2 separate regions of the Danio rerio genome follow, and region 2 is linked to region 1. Evidence: chromatin contacts called from public Hi-C data. All regions are on one chromosome and are shown on one strand. The core of a region is the stretch at or near the end of the contact, and the rest is flanking DNA. Distances in the headings are between cores, read along the strand shown.

The links. Hi-C and Micro-C count contacts between places; a contact is called where the count stands out from the background.
Region 2: a Hi-C map of embryo shows a contact between it and region 1, with 2.5 times the contacts expected there. The contact joins the enhancer-like site here to the promoter of LOC100151486 in region 1. A contact is called at or near these places in 2 of 18 Hi-C or Micro-C datasets (caudal fin and embryo) and 1 of 4 datasets of contacts at active chromatin or transcription factors (caudal fin).

The regions. Positions count from the first base shown.
Region 1 is chr22:12,632,850-12,637,481 of GRCz12tu, forward strand. It overlaps LOC100151486, which reads right to left and starts at 2,439. Exons shown (of 5, transcript XM_073937417.1): 1 at 2,104-2,439; 2 at 1,506-1,697.
Region 2 is chr22:12,894,111-12,898,742 of GRCz12tu, forward strand. It overlaps LOC141380185 (a long non-coding RNA gene), which reads right to left. Exons shown (of 8, transcript XR_012397804.1): 8 at 703-4,562. Among named protein-coding and RNA genes, the nearest start is that of ahr2, 37 kb to the left of the region's middle. Within about 2 kb of position 1,836, at least 17 of the 62 cell types and tissues checked have an H3K27ac peak or open chromatin away from gene starts, as enhancers often do. A contact at or near this core is called in caudal fin, where this site is marked.

The sequences.
Region 1 (4,632 bases), core at 1,189-3,688:
CAGTGAGGAACAAAAGAGGACCAGCCCTGGCCCATTTTAACCTTCTGTTTTATGTTAAAGTGACATTTATTCTTGAGGACCTGCCGCTTACTTCAGATCGGTTGTTTATTTTGTTGATAAGTTTACATTAATCTTCATCAATTCATGCCTCCTTTTCCTTGCAACTATGAAGTTAACCCTGGGGTGATGGAGGGCATGTGGGTTAGGTGCTGCCATCCACAAGGTGACAGAGTAGATTTACTCAAGAAACTGATATGCCAGTGTATGATCCCATAGAATGGCGCATTATGGGATAGTCTTTTATACATCGAAATATCAAGCTCGTAATCTCCCTTGCATTGAAAAAAAGATTTCACCCATGAGTGCGGTTTCCTCTCTCACATCAATCTATACATCCCACCCATCTACATGAGGATGACAGATTTAACGAAACAAAGATCAAAGGTTAAAACCAGCTTATTTCTTTATGTTTGGGATATTACTAGAGGGATAAAACTGAAAAACCCTCGTTGAGCTCTGCATCTATCTTCAAATAGGAAAAGGAAGGACGGATAGACAAAGTGGGATTAGATCTAAAGCTCTGTAAAACCTCATTCTGACCTGCATATGTTGAGTTCTGAACATAAATGTTAGAAAGGCAGAAATAATATGTAATATTAAAAATATACCGGGGCAGCACAGTGGCACAATGGGTAGCACACACTCAAGAAACTCGCCTCACAGCAAGAAACTCATGGGTTCAAGCCCTAGCTGGGTCAGTTGGCATTTCTGTGCAGAGTTTGCATGTTCTCCTCATGCTTGCGTGGGATTCCTCTGGGTGCTCCGGTTTCCCACACAGGTCCAAATACATGTGGTAGGTAAATTGGTTAAGCTAAGTTAGCGGTTCATTCCACTGTGGCTACCCTAATCAAGGGACTAAGCCGATAAGAAAATTAATTAATGAATATTATATATATACAAGCCCAAATACATGTGGTAGGTAAATTGGCTAAGCTAAGTTGGCGGTTCATTCCACTGTGGCTACCCTAGATTAATAAAGGGACTAAGCCGATAAGAAAATTTATGAATGAATATTATATATATACCTTACAGTTTTTTTTCCCATTTTTATGTCACTAAGTCATGATAGGATTGACCTAACTTGTTTTACTCGTCTGCAGATTTTGGACGGTGAGACGAGGTGGGCCGCCGCTGTTCACCTGAGCCCCTCAGATCATGTAACCGTTCAAGTATCTGCTGAAGTAGGGTTGAGTTTCATCAGTACCTCTGATATAAACTACAGCTCTGACCTGAAACAGTCTTGTTGGTCCATTACATGGTTTTTGTTTTGTAAAGTCTATAGTATTTCCTTGCTTATTTTTAAAAAATTATGAAGGAATTTATGAACAATGTTAAATACAGGGAATGTCATTATAAAACATTCAAAAAGACTGACTGACAGACAGATAGAAAAAAGAAAGATATATAGATGGATATGAACAAAAAGACAGACAGATACTACTCACATCTGCAGCTTCTCAACGATGGACGTCCAGCGTTCTCCAGCCTCCGGCACCTAGACTGCAGCTCTGAGCAGAAAGTTTGACCGGAGGAGATTTGGTTGTGAGCCTGGTTTCTCTCAATTTTTTTCCTTCACTTTCGTCAATTAGTGAAGTTTGTTCCTCGCCACTTTCACCACTGGTTTGGGACTTGTGGAGCTGCACATCAATGGATTTGCTCTTCAGTGTTTGGACTTTCAGCAGTGAAATTATACCACACTGAATTGAACTAAACTGAACTTCAATTTACTACAACTTCTATGTTAAGATGCTTTGACACAATCTACATTGCAAAAGTGCTATAGAAACAAACATGAATTGAGATAGATAGATAGATAGATAGATAGATAGATAGATAGATAGATAGATAGATAGATAGATAGATAGATAGATAGATAGATAAAGATAGGTAGGTAGGTAGGTAGGTAGGTAGGTAGGTAGATAGATAGATAGATAGATAGATAGATAGATAGATAGATAGATAGATAGATAGATAGATAGATAGATAGATAGATAGATAGATAGATAGATAGATAGATAGATAGATAGATAGATAGATACTCACGGTTGTAGATGCTCTGTCATCAGGATTCAGTGTTGTGAGTGAGACGGTCATTCTTGAGTCACAGGAGTGATTTGTGCTGTTTGCTGGATTAAAACACTTCATCTGGCAGTAAACACAGCAGGAGATGTGCAGCACGACTAACACACATCACACTGTAATCCTGGATTACAGGAGGGTCAATTCATTTCCATCCAATCGTTTTATTCTATTCTGTTTGTCTGTTCGTATATTTGTATATTTCTTTCTGTTCATTTCTATCTATCTATCTATCTATCTATCTATCTATCTATCTATCTATCTATCTATCTATCTATCTATCTATCTATCTATCTATCTATCTATCTATCTATCTATCTATCTATCTATCTATCTATCTATCTATCTATCTATCTATCCATCCATCCATCCATCCATCCATCCATCCATCCATCCATCCATCTATCTATTTATCTATCTATCTATGCTACCTGTCTTGTCTTTGCTAAAAGTCTTGTCATTGATCCCAGTTGATCATTTGGGAAATTGACAGAAAGTATATATATTTTCTGATGAATCATCTGTTGAGCTGCATCCTAATTATCACAAATACTGCAGAGGACCTATTGGAACCCGCATGGACTCAAGATTCTCACAAAAATCAGTAAATTTTGGTGAAGGAAAAATCATGGTTTGGGGTTACATTTAGCATTGGGTGTGCGAGAGATTTGCAAAGTGGATGGCAACATCAACAGCCTGAGGTATCAAGACATTTGTGCTGCCCATTACAATACAAACCACAGGAGAGGGCAAATTCTTCAGCAGGATAGCGTCCCTTCTCATACTTCAGCCTCCACATTAAAGTTCCTGAAAGCAAAGAATGTCAAGTTGCTCCAGGATTGGCCAGTCCAGTCACCAGAGATAAACATTATTGAGCATGTGGGGGGTAAGATGGAGGAGGCATTGAAGATGAATCCAAAGGATCTTAATGAACTCTGGGAGTCCTGCAAGAACGCTTTCTTTGTCATTCCAGATGACTTTATTAATTAAGTTATTTGAGTATGTATAGATGCAGTTTTTCAAGCTCATGGGAGTCATAATATTAATTCTTTTTCAACTGCACCATGACTTTATATTCGATACTGTACATAAATAATCATAATATAGACGCTTTTGCCTTTCATTTAATCCACTTCTGATACCAAATGATCAACTAGAAGTCAAGTTATTATTTGTTGTTCTTAAAACAAAATCTGTCAGTTTGTCTGCTGTTTGCTCTACTTTGCAGTTGAAGTCATGTAGGGTTTTGTGTTTTGGTAACTAGACGTAAAAAAAGACAATAGGTTACTGTGAGGTTGGGTTTGGTATAGGTGTTGAATTAAATAAATAAAAACAAGGTTACTATAAGGTTGGTTTAAGGGTTGAGGTGTAGATGTTAGTAAAACACAATAGGTTACTGTGAGGGTTGGGGTAGACGTTAGTAAAACACAACAGGTTGGACTTTGTGTCATATTCAAGACATTAAATAAATGAAAACTCCAGGAGGTTTGTACAGCCCACATGGAGCTCAAGTCCCATCCACTTAGATCGGACCAGCCCATTTGGAGCTGGCTCCAACCTTTGTTTATACCCTTCCCATAGAAACACTGGTATTGGTGCAGAACATGCAGTTTACTTCTTGACCAACAGAGGTCAACACTGCTTCACATTTTAACATCACTGCGTTCGGGAGAAAAACAGTGGAGCTTGAGGAAGCAGTGTGTGCACAAAAACACAGACCACCCATTACAATCTGTTTATAGCAGAGCTCTAAAACAGCACCTCTCTCTCTCTTTCATTCTCTCTGTCTAACAGAGTCTCATCCAGCCCTCCTGTAAACATTCACTCTAAAAACAGTGAACATGAACTTAAATCAACCCTAGATTAATTAAGGGACTAAGCCAAAAAGAAAATGAATGAATGAATATTTTATTCATCCATTCATTTATTTTATTTTTCGGCTTGGTCCCTTTATAATTACGGGGTCGCCACAGTGGAATGAACCGCCAGAAAATATTTTATTATAGACTTAAATGTTATAACTACTAGTAACATAACTAAAGCATGCATTAAATAATAAAAAAAAAAAAATCAATAATTTCTTCAGGTAAAATATGTATATTAATATTAAATACTAATATTAAATATTATTAATTCTTAATATTTATATATAACAATGGGATTTTTAAAATATGAAAATAAGGCATAAAGTATATAAAAATTAAAACCTGTATGTAGGCCTATATTAAATTATAAAGTAGGTCACACTTTGCAAAGCTTCCTTAGTTAATGTTAGCTAATGCTAATTACTAATGTAAATATGTTATCATAAGTATTGAACAATGCTTGTACAGCATTTGTTAAACAGTTTAATATTTACTAATGCATTATTTAAACCAAAACAGTATGCTTTTTAACATTAGTTAATGCACTGTGAGAGAACATTTTCATTTACTAACATTAACAAAGATGAATAAATACAGCATTAAATGTATTGTTCATTAGTTATTAACT
Region 2 (4,632 bases), core at 586-3,085, 260 kb after region 1:
TATCTGTTTAAAAACAATCTACTTGTGGGCAAAATAAGATCTGGGGGTCAGAATAGAAAAGAGGAGAGGGTTATTACAGTTATAAGAAATAGGCACAAAGGTTTAAATGGCGCTTTATACTTGATTGAAAAGCACAGAAATGGAGCTTGTGAATACTGTGGAAAAGATGAGACATTAGATCCAGCCAGATCTAATGAGAAAGCATAACTATTTTTACTTTGTCAGTTTGGTGTCTAATTCGTACTAATTAAGTTGTACGAAAATGTACAATTTTAATAAAGGAGGCGTGGCAACTCCGCCCCTAAACCCAACCTCATTGGGGGATGAAATCGTACTAAATTGTATGAATGAGATCGTACTAATTTATACTAAAATTAAAAAGTTACGATTTGCCGTGAGATAGTGTTGGTAGATCATGTTTTAATACAACACTAGAATTTTAAAGAAAGGACTACATTTAATTATAAATAATATTCTTAAAAAAGCAGATCATTAAGGAATGGAAACTATGAATTTAGTTAAAAAAACAAAAACAACCAGAATAATAAATACAAATTGAGGATATTTTTTTCATGTTCGTGTTTAGCCTGTGTGTACAGTAAGTTTGTGGGTATTTTCAATTGTCATTTATTTTTGATTATTGTATTTAGAACTTTAAGTTTTTATTTATAACTTTGTTCAAAATAATACATTACTTACCTAGAAAAATACTATACTTGCATTTATTTGTAAAGCCAAATAGTCATTCTGTCAACTTCCTTACGTTTTGCACATTTTAAGATAAAAATGGTCAGTGGCCTTTACACATCAAAAGAAACAAGAAATAATACAATGAAAAAAAACATTATTTTAAAGCCTTAAACTTATTTTTTTGAGTAATTTGTTTCTATTTGCACCTAAATTTAAAAATGAATGTCATTCTTGACCCTTGAAGTTATTGTGCCCTTTCTCCTGCGAAAATGGATGCGTCATATCTTTTATTTTATCATTTCATTACTGTAGCCTCCTCTTTTTCTGTTATTACCTTTGTATGTTCATTGTTATAAATATTGACCAAAAAAAATAAGCATCATGAACTCCTGAAGTGTCCATCAGTTGTACCCTTCAAAATCCCTCATTCTGAAAAGCGAAGTGGCCAGTTTTAAACACTTTGGTTTGGAACTACACTTCAATATGGTGGTCATTTTTGTTTTCACTTCTAAGTGCCTTTGGAATTGGGATATATCCTTTTTAGATAGCACAGATAATTTGACTACTATCTTACAAGTAGTCCTGTTCAAAATGAAATCTGATCTAAAATACTGCCTTTTAAAACCAAACAAAATATCTATTGATTGGTCACGTTCACATTTTCAATTGAAACCAATTGCATTGTGTCTGATTACAGGACATTCTGTACCTTCTGTTTAAAAGAATAAGAACTGAAACTTTTAAGTCATCTGCATGACTGTCCAAATGTGCAATTAACAGCTTTTTTTCTATCAAAACATTGGCCTTAGCGTCGGGTTTTACAGTGCTTGTAAACACAAGCACATGCTCACACAACCATCAACACACCCACCCAAACCCCAACGCACACCCAAGCACCTTTCCCCCGTCTCCTAGTACACACAGTCTGTTTTTATGCCTTCGTCCATTGTTTTACACTACTCTCACCCTCCTTCCGCTTATTCTGTTGGCCGGGAGCCACTGCCAGACTCTGTGGCTCTGTGGTTTGGTTGGAAAGGGCTAGTTCTCTCGCTCTCCTCGTCTGGCATAGGTGCAGTGTTGGGCCTCTGCGTCTGCAGCAGACACACAAACACACTCACACAGCTCCCTTCGCACGCGAGGTGCCGTGTGGGCCGTGGTCTCAGACATTCTCAGGTGGTGACTTCAGGAGAAAGCGTCTACATCCGCAGGGCTCCTGGGAAAACGGGCTGGCTTGTTCCTTTTGGAGGTCTAGTCGAGGAAAAGGAGGGATCCTTTCCTTTCTTTCTCTCTCGCTAGTGTTCGCTCGCTCCCCGCTCTCTCTTTCTTCCTCAGTCCACTCTTGGCCGTTTTAGGCTGCTGATCATCTGGTGCTGATTAAAGTCCTGCCTTCCCTGTTGACATGAGCGATGAGCTGATGAAGCCTCTACTCTCATTTCGTCTCCTCTTCTGTATTTCTCTGTGTTTAACTCCTTTCATCTCTTCTTAAAGGGGTAGTTTGCTCAAAATTAAATATTTTGTTATAATTTACTTACCTGTTTCAAACCTTTATGAGTTTCTTTCTTCTGTTGCAAATTAAAGGAAATATTTTTTAACAAAACTATCAAGCTGTGACCATTGACATCCATAGTATTTGGTATTCCTTCTATGGAGGTCCATATTTACAGGTTTTTAGCTTTCTTCAGAACATGTTGAACAGAAAAAAGTAGGGTTGGGCAATGTCGTCCAATTTGGCATTGTATGATGTCTAATGTGAAACATTGAGATGGACGATGGCATCATCGTTGTAGGCAGCTTATAAATAATTGATTAATTTACAACAAATTAATTATTTGTTGCCTACCGTTTCAACTACCTGACCCGCATGGTTTTTGTTTTACCCATAACCAAATCATAAATAAATAAAGATAAGTTACACACAAATTACCACCTGTCATTCACTTTTCTGCAGTACTCTGGCATGAACAGGCAGAGTGATCTGTATCGTTATAATGGCGTCGACAAACTTGGTTGGTAAAAAGGTGCACAACCAACAGCTACCAACCAACAATATCTGAGGTTTTCGCTAAAATGACTAAGTACAAGCGTGAAAGCGAAAGATTGAAGCAGTGTACTGATTCTGTGATGCTTTACCTGATAGACTCAAAAGACCAAAGAGTCGTAAGATAAAGAAAAGATTAATTAAATATCACATTAAACAAATATAGTGAGACACGATCCAGTGGTTGATCCTTGATAAACTGTCCGATATGCACTGCTCTCTGGGTTTTTGTGCTCAGTGAGCCCGCTGATTGCTGGAACTCAGAGCATGACTGTGTCTGTATGTGTGTCTGGTCACATGATGTTTGATGGACGATGGCATTGTCTACTAAACCAACCCTACTCTAAAGCATTTGGAACCAAGTAAATAATTTTTTTTGGGGTGAACTATCCTTTTCATCTGTCCTATCTCTCTCTCTCTCTCTCTCTGATTTTATCTAGTCTCTTAGCTTGTTTGTTTCTTGTCTCTTGTTGGTTCATTCTCATTTATCTCATTTCAATTTATTTCCTCTTTCTCCTTTTAGTTTATTTCGTTCATATATCTTTCAATCTCTGCTTGCTTCTGATCTTGTCTTTAATAGTTCACTCTTGTCTTGAAACCTTGCTTCAACTATTCCGTTCTTGTGTTTTCTCACCTCACTTTTATCTTTTTCTGTACTCTTTCTCTCATCTCCTGTCTTTATCAGCTATTTTGCTACACCTTCATCTAATTGTCTTGTCTGGTGGTGTAAGTTCTCAGTTTCTCTCATATTTTATCTTGTCTCTGCTTATCTTGCTTTTATTCGCTAGTAGGTTGTTTCTCATTTAGTCTCATTTACGTTTCTTCCATCTGTCCCTTATTTATTGTTTTCTCAAATATCCATCACTTTGTTTCTGTTTGCTTCTTATCTTGTCTTCAACGATTACCTCTTATCTCTTTTCTAAGATGTACCTTGCATCTTCTATTTTCGGTCTTGCGTTTTCTCACCTCACTTGTCTCTTTTCCTGTTTCTCTCTCCTCTCCTGTCAATATCAGTTTTTTGCTCTCGTGTCGTCTCGTGTCTGTTTCTCCTCTCTCTGTCCCTTTTTAGCCTTCAAACCGCCACAGAAAACCGAGCCTCTGTTTCCCATGGAGTGAGTAATCCCCCTCTCTCTATCTGTGGCCAACAACTGTGAATCACATGCAGTATTTATCTGCGGGAACACAATTCAAGCTGAGTCTTTTAGTCTCTAAGAGAGGTCTCTCAGGCTTGCTGGACTCCAGAACGCCCTCTGTGAACCCCAGCAAACAAAGACCAGTGGAGTGAGAGTCTACAGAGGATTGGGCCAAAAGCTGAATTTGAGTCTTTAAGTTCTTGTGAATAAGAAGTTTCAGCCATTTTTGGGTCAAGAATGTTAATTCAAAACTTGGATATTTGTATAATTTGTGTGCGGCAGTAAAGTCACTAACCATTAAATGCAATTACGCAACCATTCCTTGTTTGTAGGGGTTCTAGCAGCATGCAGTGCACTGTTGTGGAGCTGTGGGTGCTCTCTTTCCACAATTAGAGCCGTCAATCTCTGTTTCCTGCCAAATCCGCTTTATGACTTCCTTTAGAACTGTCCAAAATCCCATTGCTTCAAGTACTGAGGTCAACTTTTGAATCTCGCCTCGAAAATTGTCTTGACAGAATGTGTGAAGGAGCGACCGAATTCGTGCTCCTTCATTTCCCGTAGATGAACGCTTTCATTTTGCGATGTCGACTGCTGGGTCCTCGTGTGCATTTCTAGAACTTCATTAGCACATTTTTAGGCAGTACTTTCACTGGAAAATCTGCCGTTTCCACTCTGACTTCCACCTTTAAACCATAGAACACCTGCAAAGCAAAGTTACACATACGTTAAGTAATGTAAAAACATATGAAAGCTAATCAACCATCACATCCT